Linked DNA regions of Canis lupus: region 1 is linked to region 2. Evidence: chromatin contacts called from public Hi-C data. All regions are on one chromosome and are shown on one strand. The core of a region is the stretch at or near the end of the contact, and the rest is flanking DNA. Distances in the headings are between cores, read along the strand shown.

Region 1 (4,539 bases), core at 1,180-3,679, 140 kb before region 2:
TAATGTCGTAAATGGTCACAGCACATGCCACTTGGTATAATCCGGACTTTAAATGGTTTGACTTCCCCGTGGACTGTCTTCCCCGTCCACCATAACCTCCCTTCCCTCAGCCTTCTGAAGGGCCACACTACCTTTTGTAAGTGACTCTATATGGATGGTTGGGGGGGGAGGGAAGAGTAGAAGCTGAGGAGAGCATCAGCTACAGTTAATTCTCCAGTCCAGTAGAGAATAGTTTTCACTGCTATACATCAGTAAGCAGCACTGAGAGTGGTCTTAGTTGACACTCTTCACTCTTTCAACTCCACCTAGATAGGTTAATCCGCAGATGATGCAGAAAAGAGGTTGTGGGAGGGGTACTTTTCCAATATTTTATTGTATTTTCTTAAATATCCTTTCTGGAATTTTCAGGAACAAAACATAAAAAAATTATATACTTTATTACAAATGGTAAACTCAGAGTGCTCCAAATCTCTTATTTACAAACAACACTGGGCGGGACACCCAAACAAACAAACATGAAATAACTTACAAAGGCATGAAGCTGTTTATTGACAGTAATCAGCTTTCATCAAATTAAAAAATATATATATGTACATACACAGTTAAGGAAGGCAGGCCAGAAAAGAGTTCATCTGCAGGCTCAGCCTCGCTCTCACAAACCTCCCTCCCGCCTCCCCTCCCCCAACACCCCCCCTCCTCCCCTTTGTGTTCTTAAGGAGTACTACAGAAGCAATCTACAGTCGCTATTGCAGTTTGGAACCCTTCCCCCTCCCTCCCCCCCCCCCACCCCTTTAATACTGAATGAGATCGAATGTTAGGTCCATGCAGTTCTTGGTCAATGTTAAAGAAAAGTCTAACGTTCTGTTCGCGCGGGGACAGCCCGTCCGCAAAGCGGGGCAGCCCGCGGGCAGCCGCTCCCTGGCCCCGTGCCAGGGGAGGGCGCGCCAAGTCCTTCCCACTCGTGCACACTGGGGGCGCCGTCAGGACGCCGCCCAGTCCAACTTGGATACCCTTGGCTTTAGTCCTTGGACACTTCTTGTCTCTCTCGCTCTCTCTTGCAACTTGTCAAGTTCTCAAGTTCTCTCGCTCTCGCTCTCTGTGTGTGTGTGTGGTTTTTTTTTTTCTCCTCTCTCTCTCTCTCTCTCTCCTCTCTCTCGGTTGCCCCTCAAGCCCCCGACAGTCTGTCCTCAAAACGTTTGCAACTGCTGCGTTAGCATGAGCTGGCACCCACTGTTAACGTGATTCATGACTTTCTGTTTAAGCTGTGCCACCTGTTCCCTGAGCATGTTGGCCGTGGACGCCAGCTCCGAGTTCTGCGCTTTCAAGGTTTTCACTTTTTCCTCCAGCCGGGCGATCCTCTCCAGCTTCCTTTTCCGGCACTTGGAGGCAGCTATGCGGTTCCTCATGCGCTTCCTCTCGGCCTTGATCCTCTCTTGCGACTCCATGTCGATGGGGGACAGGGGCGGCGTCTCCCCGGGCATCTCGGGCACCGTCTGCGGCTCCTCCTTCAGGGCCTGCAGGCGCGGGTGCTGCACGGGGAGCTGCTGGGGCAGGTGGTGCGGCGCTTGCGGGGGCTGCTGCGGCTGCTGCGGCTGCTGCTGCTGCTGGGGCTGCGCGGGAAAGGCCAGGCCGGCCGCGCCGTAGGAGGGCGCCCCGCCGCCGCTGCTCAGCGCGCCCGGGTTGAAGTTGCTGAGGTTGGCGTAGACCGGCGGCTCGCTGTGCAGGCCCGCGCTGAAGCCGCCGCCGCCGCCGCCGCCGCCCGCCGCGGAGGCCACCGCCGGGGCCACCATGCCCGCGCCGCTGACCGGCTGCGCCGCCGACGTGACGCTGGGCAGCGTGTTCTGGCTGTGCAGCTCGGCCAGGGCGCGCACGAAGCCCTCGGCGAAGCCCTCCTGCTCGTCCGTCACGTTCTTGGGGCACAGGAACTGCGTGGGGGTCGGCGTGGTGGTGATGTGCCCGTTGCTGGACTGGATGATCAGGCGCTCCAGCTCGGGCGAGGCCAGCTTGAGCAGCCCCACGTCGGGCGAGGTGAGCAGGTCCGAGTTCTTGGCCCGGAGGTGCGGCTTCAGGCTGCCCACCGGGTCGGCCAGGTTCAGGGTCATGCTCTGCTTCAGGATCTTGGGGTTACTGTAGCCGTAGGCGCCGCTCTCGGACTGCAGGAACGAGGCGTTGAGGGCATCGTCGTAGAAGGTCGTTTCCATCTTTGCAGTCATAGAACAGTCCGTCACTTCGCGCGGGGTTACTTTGGGCTGCGCGCAGAAGTTTCGGGGCCGCAACAGCGCGCTGGCGAGCGGGGGACCCCCGCGCCTCCCGGGTGGGGGGGGCGGCCCTGGGCTAGAGGAAAGTTTCTGGAGGGGCGCGCGCTCCCGCCGGCGGTCCTCCCCCCGCGCCCCGCTCACCGGCTCCGGCCGCCGCCGCGCTCCTCCTGGGTCAGCTGGCGCGCGCGCTGCCCGCCTCGGGGAAAAGTCGCGGTCACCCACGGGGCGCGCTCGGGGCGCTCTCGGGGCGCGGCGGCTCCCGGGGGCCCGCGGGCCCGCCCCCGCGGCGACAGGGGGAGGGGGCGCCGGGCAGCCGCGGCTCGCGCTCGCCCAAGTTCAGCCACCGGGGCGAGGGGCGCCGAGCGCACGTCCCTCCGCGGTCTCCTCGCTCCGCCGCCGCCTCTCTCGTCCCGGCCGCCGCCGCCGCCGCCGCCGCCGCCGCCGCAGCCGCCGCAGCCTCAGGCGCGGCAGAGCTTTGCAAAAGTTCGCTCCGGGACCCGGGCCACTCGTCCCCTGTGCTCCCGGCCAGGAAAGTTCTGAGCCGCCGCAGCCACTCTCTGCACTTGCGCGGACGGACCTGTCGCCGCTCTCCGCGCTGTCACGGCTCCCGGGCGGCGGGGCTCTCCTCCCGGGGGCGGCTGGAGAAGGGGGTTCTCCGGGCGCTCCCCGAAACACCAGCCCGGGAGCCACAGGCGCTAGCTCCGGCCAGTCGGCGAGGAAAATGCAAAACGGAAAGCGGATTTTGCAGCCCGGACTCTCCGGCCGTCTCGCCTGCCCGCGGCCGCCCGCCTCCCCGAGTCCGCGCTCCTCCACTCCCACCTCGCCGCCTCGGCCACACTCAGTGCAACTCTGAGCCCTTATCCAGCCGGAGCTCAACACTTATCTGCTACCAGTCAACCCCTAAAAATAGCCCATGATGTCACCCCAAGGCCTTCCCATTGGCTCGCGTCGCTCTCCAGGGGGCGGGCCCGCCCGTCGCCATGGAGACCCCACCCTAGAAGATTCTTCTCCGGCCCCGCGGAGGCTCACGGGATGAGGTAATGCTCCGCTGCCCTCCTACAGTTGGGCCCTTCTTTCTCCTCCTCCCCCTCCCCCTCCCCCTCCCCCTCCCCCCTCCCCCTCCCGCGCGGCTCGCGCCCGGCTCTGCCCCCGTCTCCTCCGCCGCGCGTCTTTCCCGGCCCGCCCGGTGCATTGTGGGCTGACGTCTTGGGATTTGACTGTCGGGTGACGGCGGCTGCCGCGAGCCGGGCGGACGCGGGCGGACGCGGGCGGACGCGGGCTCCCGCGGCCCGGGCGGGCTCCAGTTCAGGGCGCTGGCGGGAAGGCGCGGGGACCCGGCCAGGTGCCCGGGGCCGAGGGCGCGCGGGGTGCGGGGAGGGGTGCACCACTCGGGGCGCTCGAGGTCCTCCGCGGGCGCCGCGCCGCCTGCCGCGGCTGCAGGCCGAGCTCCGGGCCGGCGTCCCCCGCCCCCCCCCCGCACTTCCGGGGGGCGGGAGCACCGCCCTTAAGGTGGCTCCCTTAAGTCCCCTGTGCGGGCCGGGGAAAGCGGGCGTCCGTTTGGGGCCGGTCTCGCGAGCGCGCCCCCTCCCGCCCCCCGTTGAGGACGCCGCGAAGTTTGTGTCCCGGTCAAGTTCACCAGCGGCCGCCCGCGCTGCTGTCCCGCGGCGCCGGCCGCCCAGGGGCCTGCACTGCTCCAGACTGGGTGCCCAGCTCGGTCCGCGCTGCAGCCCCCCACCCCCCGCACCCGCAGCGCACCCTGCAGGCCGAGGGAAAAGGGGTGCGAGGGTTCACAGTTCTGCCCGCGGGGGAAATTTCTCTCCTAGGGGGTGGAATTAGGGGGCAGCTCAGCTTCCAGTTGTGAATGAGCGTGTAGGGAATCCGAAACTTGGGGAACCCCGGCGATCGTCTGCTGCACGCCCGCGCACAGCGTGCAACCACACGCGCGCGCACACACCCCCACACCCTCCGAGTCCTGATTTGTTTACAGGAAAACCAGTCCCGAGAGTGTCAGATACTCAGGAATAAGTCACGCAGCGAGTCCCGGGTGGGACCTGGATTTCACACCGGCTGCCCTCCCGGCCGGGTGGTGGGCCCATATCCCGGGTGGCCTCTAGGAAGCGCTAGACTCATGTAAGTGGCGCCCTTTTCTGCGGTGGTTCTTTTATCCTCCACCCCCCCACCCCCCCCACCCCACTACCCCGCACGCCTTGGGGACAGAAGTGTGTGGCGGAAAGAATCCCGAAGCCGGGAATCGTGGCTCCTGCCGTGGCCCAGCGCTGCC
Region 2 (4,554 bases), core at 645-3,144:
ACGAGCATGGGCTCTAAAGCCACTTTGCCCAAGTTCAATTCCCACTTCTGACACACACTAGCGTGTCACATTGGTGACTTTGGTCACTTGCTGTGCTAGATGCTTCTTTTCCTCATCTATAAGGTGGGAATAAAAATGGCCCCTCCTGTAGGGTGTCCCAAGAGAATCGAAACAGCTATACATCTAGAATGTTTCAAACAAAACCTAGCATATAACGAGCTCTTGTAAACTGTGAACTATTATTATGATCATTGAATAGAAATTTTACTAGACCCCTGGTCCTTGGTTGTTTGCAACTGGTTATGTTCATCTATGACTTTTAGGTGGCTCCTCTCCATCTAGTGGGCTCAGGCTTTCCAGGGCATAGGAGGGTGGGCTTTCACACACACCTTTCTTAGAGGTCTTGTACATTATCTTCTCATGTTTGACTATTAAAAGATAACTTCCAAACCTCATCTCCTGGGGAAATTGATAGCTCAGGAAACTGCAATATACTTAACCTATGGCTTGTTATACCTTCTATAGATCCCAATTCCTCCCAGAGGACAGAAGCTGGTCCATCCACCAGAACCTTTGACCTCAGTTCCAGGGACCTTCATCTTTACTCCACTCCAACCACCCACACTCGGAGCCACACCTGCTCTTATCTGGGCTGGCTGCTGCCCCACCCCTGAAATGTCAAATTCCCAGGTCCCACTCTCTGACCTTCTCTCCGGCTCATCACTCTGGAGCTCTCTGCATACTGGCTCTGGGATCCCCTTCTGAGTGTCAGGCTCTGGACTCTCCATCCTTTCCTTCTCAGCCTTTCAGACCTTCTCATTCTTGCCATGCCTCCTCTCCAGCCACACTGGACAGATAGCATGAGCAAGAAATAAACTTTTCTATTTGTAAACCACTTAGCATGGTTTTTGTTTTAAATTCCTACAGCATGACATGTCTCATCCTTACTGAGGCACCTGCCCCCCAGGTGGTTGTAAAGATGAGAGGAGTTCATGTGAGTAGAGCATCAGGCCCAGTGCCTGCCTTGTGATAATTGCTCTGGAAATATTATCTATTACTCTGACCACCAAAAACCATAGGGCCCATGGCACTACCTTGTGATCCCCAACCAAATTGCTATGCAATAGTAATTTTTAAACTTCATCCTTTATCTTCTTGATAAACCCTTCACAGGGAAAATAGGTAGGAACTTTTTCAATCACTTTTCTCCAAATCTGCAAGTTTCAATCTCCCTCCTGTTTTAGAGGCAGTTGGGCTCTTGGGTTATGCTCCTGGCCACAGAAGTTGGAGGGCGGAAGGAGTGCCTTCTAAGACTTGGAAAGGTTGAATGTTGCCTCACTCATCCATCCATCCATCCATCCATCCATCCATCCATCCATCCATCCATCATAAATACCTAGCAAGAGGGGGCTTGAAGCTTGGAGAAATGTGATCTGAAGATGAAGAGAAGATTGAGATCTATAAGGATAAACAGGCCAGATCTCTTTTCTTTCCAAATCAGCACTCCCTGTGCCATCTCCTGCCCACCTATCCAGGTACATGGAGTGGCCAAAGCTGGGCAGTGGGAGGACTGGACTGAAGCTTCCATACCAGGCATCTTGTCACCACCTGGGTATGTGGAGGAAAGGAAGAGAAGGCCAGTGAAGAGCCTGTGAAAAAAGCCTGGGGGAGGAGGTGAAGTGGGGTTACCCCTCTGAACCTCTGTTATTCTCCTGGGCGACGTGAGCAACTGACGCACAGATAAAGGCCCGTGCACTTCCCCTGCCCCCAGGCAGGTTTCTTTGCAACAGACAGACAAACAGACGGTGATATTTCTTCTTTCCAGACAGCATCCTCAGCAGCTGCCACTGACTCAGCCTCCCCACCTCTGTCTGGGTGTGGTAGGCAGGCAGCTTGGTCCCCAGGGTTGACAGCGTACGTGGCAGTAGACATCAAGTCGCAGACATCTACAGACATGGAGACCTTTGAGTTTTCCCCAAATTCCGGGATATTTGCCACTTTCTCTCCTTCACCTGTCACTCAGCCCCACCAGCCAGCTCTAAACCCAAACAACCACCAGCCCTCTCCACAGGACCTTGGGATGGAAGGTCCTTGGAGGCACAGCAGGCCCCAGCTGAAAGGGTCTTAGGGATTGGCCAGCATTTCCCTTGAGGAGACAAAGGACCATTTGTCCCTTCTGGAGCGACCTGGCAGTTCTTGGCTGCAGCACCTGGGGGGCTGGAAGAGCTGAGCAGCTTCTCTCTAGGGTGACTTTTAAGTCAAGTAGGCACGGCGTCTCAGAATCCGCCCCGCCCCCCCAACCATTCTTTAGGTCAAAGAAAATGCTTTAGTATATAGCATTAAGCATTTGCCTTTGTTCCCATGGCATTGCAAAGTATATTTACACACATGTGTGTGTCCCAGTGTGTGTATATATGCATGTGTATATTTCTGTGTATATTTATATATGGGAAGAGGGGTGCATGGAGCCAAAAGGGCTGAGAGCCCACACAAGTCCCATCGCAGCCCTTGCTCTGCACCTCTCTGGTCTGTTTCCTCATCTATAGGGTGCAGGTCACACATGTGTGCATAGCAAGTACCACCACCGCAGTGCTGGTGCTCTCTCTGAGCTATCACTCACCTCTGCACTTCCAGGCTCACAGAGCTGGAAAGGCTCTCATGTGGTCACACGTAACATCCAACTCCTTAATGTGGCACCAAGGCCTGTCACTGTTTATCACTCTGCTTTCCCCCCGCACACAGCTCTCCAGCTGGAAGCACCCAGCCTGACGCCGACTATTTCTAGAACAAGCTGAGCCTCCAGTTCCAGCATTGCCTGTGCACATTCAGGGCCCTTTCCTTCAAAAGTAACCCTTCTCAGCCTGGTGGTCCCCTACTCACAGCAACACTGCATAATTTGTGGGGTCCAATGCAAAATGAAAATAGGGGGCCCCTTGTTCAAAAATTGTTAAGAACTTCAAGACAGGGGCACCTGGGTGACTTAGTCAGTTAAGCATCTGCCTTGGGCTCAGGTCATGATCTCAGGGTCCTGGGTTCGACCCCCACGTTGGGCTCTCTTCTCAGCAGGGGGTCTACTTCTCCCTCTCCCTCAGCCATTCTCCCCTGCTTGTGCTCTCTGGCTCTGTCTCTCCATCAAATAAATAAAATTAAAAAAAAAAAAAAAGAACTTCAAGACAGCAAAGCAGAGCATAAAACCAAGTTCTGGGCTCTTCTGAGCATGGGGCTAGGTGTGACTGCACAAGCTGCACACCATGGAGCCATATCTGCTTCCTCCCCTTCTGAGGTCAGCTCAAGTATCACCTGCTTTTTGCAGCCACCCTCGCTCCCCAGACGAGTGATAGGAAGTCACTAAATGAAGCACTTCTGATGCTCCAGGCACTGTGCCAAGCACTTTATAGCCAAGGCCTCACTGAACCCTCACCACCACCCCATGAAGTGGGAAGGACTTTGGTCCCCATTTTGCAGATGGGGAAATAGAGTTTTAGTGAGCAGGCGGCTGAGCTGGCATTTAAACCAAGGGCTGCCTGAGTCCAGAGCTCATGCTCTCACCAGCTGGACTGTAACAGCCCTTCTGACCCCATGGCCTTCAGATCTTACCCCTGCCTTCTAATTTCTGAAAGCCTCAGGCCCTGACCCTGCTCCCTCAGTCCCTGGGCATCCATCCTCCCAGCACTTCTGCCCCCCAGATATCCCAGGATGCCAGTGCCCTTCTTCCCAGTCCAGAGTACCATCTGGAGATGGTATCCCTGGGAATTATTGGTCAGCCTTCTCACACTGCCTGTGACCCCAAGACCAGGCTATTTGCTCTCTGTAGGGTTTCATGAGCCCTGTGCCCCAGCCACACATGCCAGTGTGAGTTCAGATGCTCCTTCTTCTTTGCCAGACCTCAGAGTCCCCCTCACTTGCCCATATTTCCCTCTAGTCTCTCTGAGACCTTGAAGCCAACTTGTCTTGTCTTGTATTTTATTTATTTTAGAGAGACAGAGAGAGAGAACGAGCATGGGAGAGCAGTGGGAGGGGGAGGAGGGAGGGAGAGAGAGAGAGAATCTTAAACAGGCTCCACGCTCAGTGCAGAGCCAGACACAGGACTTGATCTCACTACCTGAGATCCTGACCTGAGCTGAAGCCTAACCAACCAGGAGCCACCCAGGAACCCTGCCATGTTGTCATTTAAAAAAATGCAGACCTGATCGTGTCTTCCCCCTTCTACATTTCTCTGTGGCTCCCCATATCCCTCTGGTCCCTTAGCCTGGTAGGTGAGACCCTGCCTCCCCTTGACTAGAGTGCTCCCACATGATCATCACTGATTACTTATTTGAAATTCTCAGGGCGAGGCATGCTTTCTCATGCCCCTGTGACTGGGCACATGATGCTCTCCTAACCCAAATGGCCTTCCCAGAACTCTTAGAAAACTCCTCCCAACAAGCTGAGACTCATTCAGCCTCACCTCCTCCAGGCAGCCTTCCACACCGGCCCTTCCAAAGGCTGCATTAGGGCTTCTCCTCTGGCCCTGTATAACACCCAGAAGCCCCCCCCCCCCCCCCCGTTGGCCCA

What was found. Hi-C and Micro-C count contacts between places; a contact is called where the count stands out from the background.
Region 1: a Hi-C map of blood shows a contact between it and region 2, with 2.3 times the contacts expected there. The contact joins the promoter of JUN here to the enhancer-like site in region 2. A contact is called at or near these places in 2 of 9 Hi-C or Micro-C datasets (amygdala and blood).

The regions. Positions count from the first base shown.
Region 1 is chr5:51,324,870-51,329,408 of UU_Cfam_GSD_1.0, reverse strand. JUN (transcription factor AP-1) reads right to left here and starts at 2,429. Exons shown (of 1, transcript XM_038537394.1): 1 at 1,098-2,429. The coding sequence starts at 2,213. The coding sequence ends at 1,188. LOC102155586 (a long non-coding RNA gene) reads left to right here and starts at 3,512. Exons shown (of 3, transcript XR_005359703.1): 1 at 3,512-3,600; 2 at 4,246-4,388.
Region 2 is chr5:51,185,786-51,190,339 of UU_Cfam_GSD_1.0, reverse strand. No RefSeq gene overlaps it. Among named protein-coding and RNA genes, the nearest start is that of JUN, 140 kb to the left of the region's middle. Within about 2 kb of position 1,894, at least 2 of the 20 cell types and tissues checked have an H3K27ac peak or open chromatin away from gene starts, as enhancers often do. A contact at or near this core is called in blood, where this site is marked.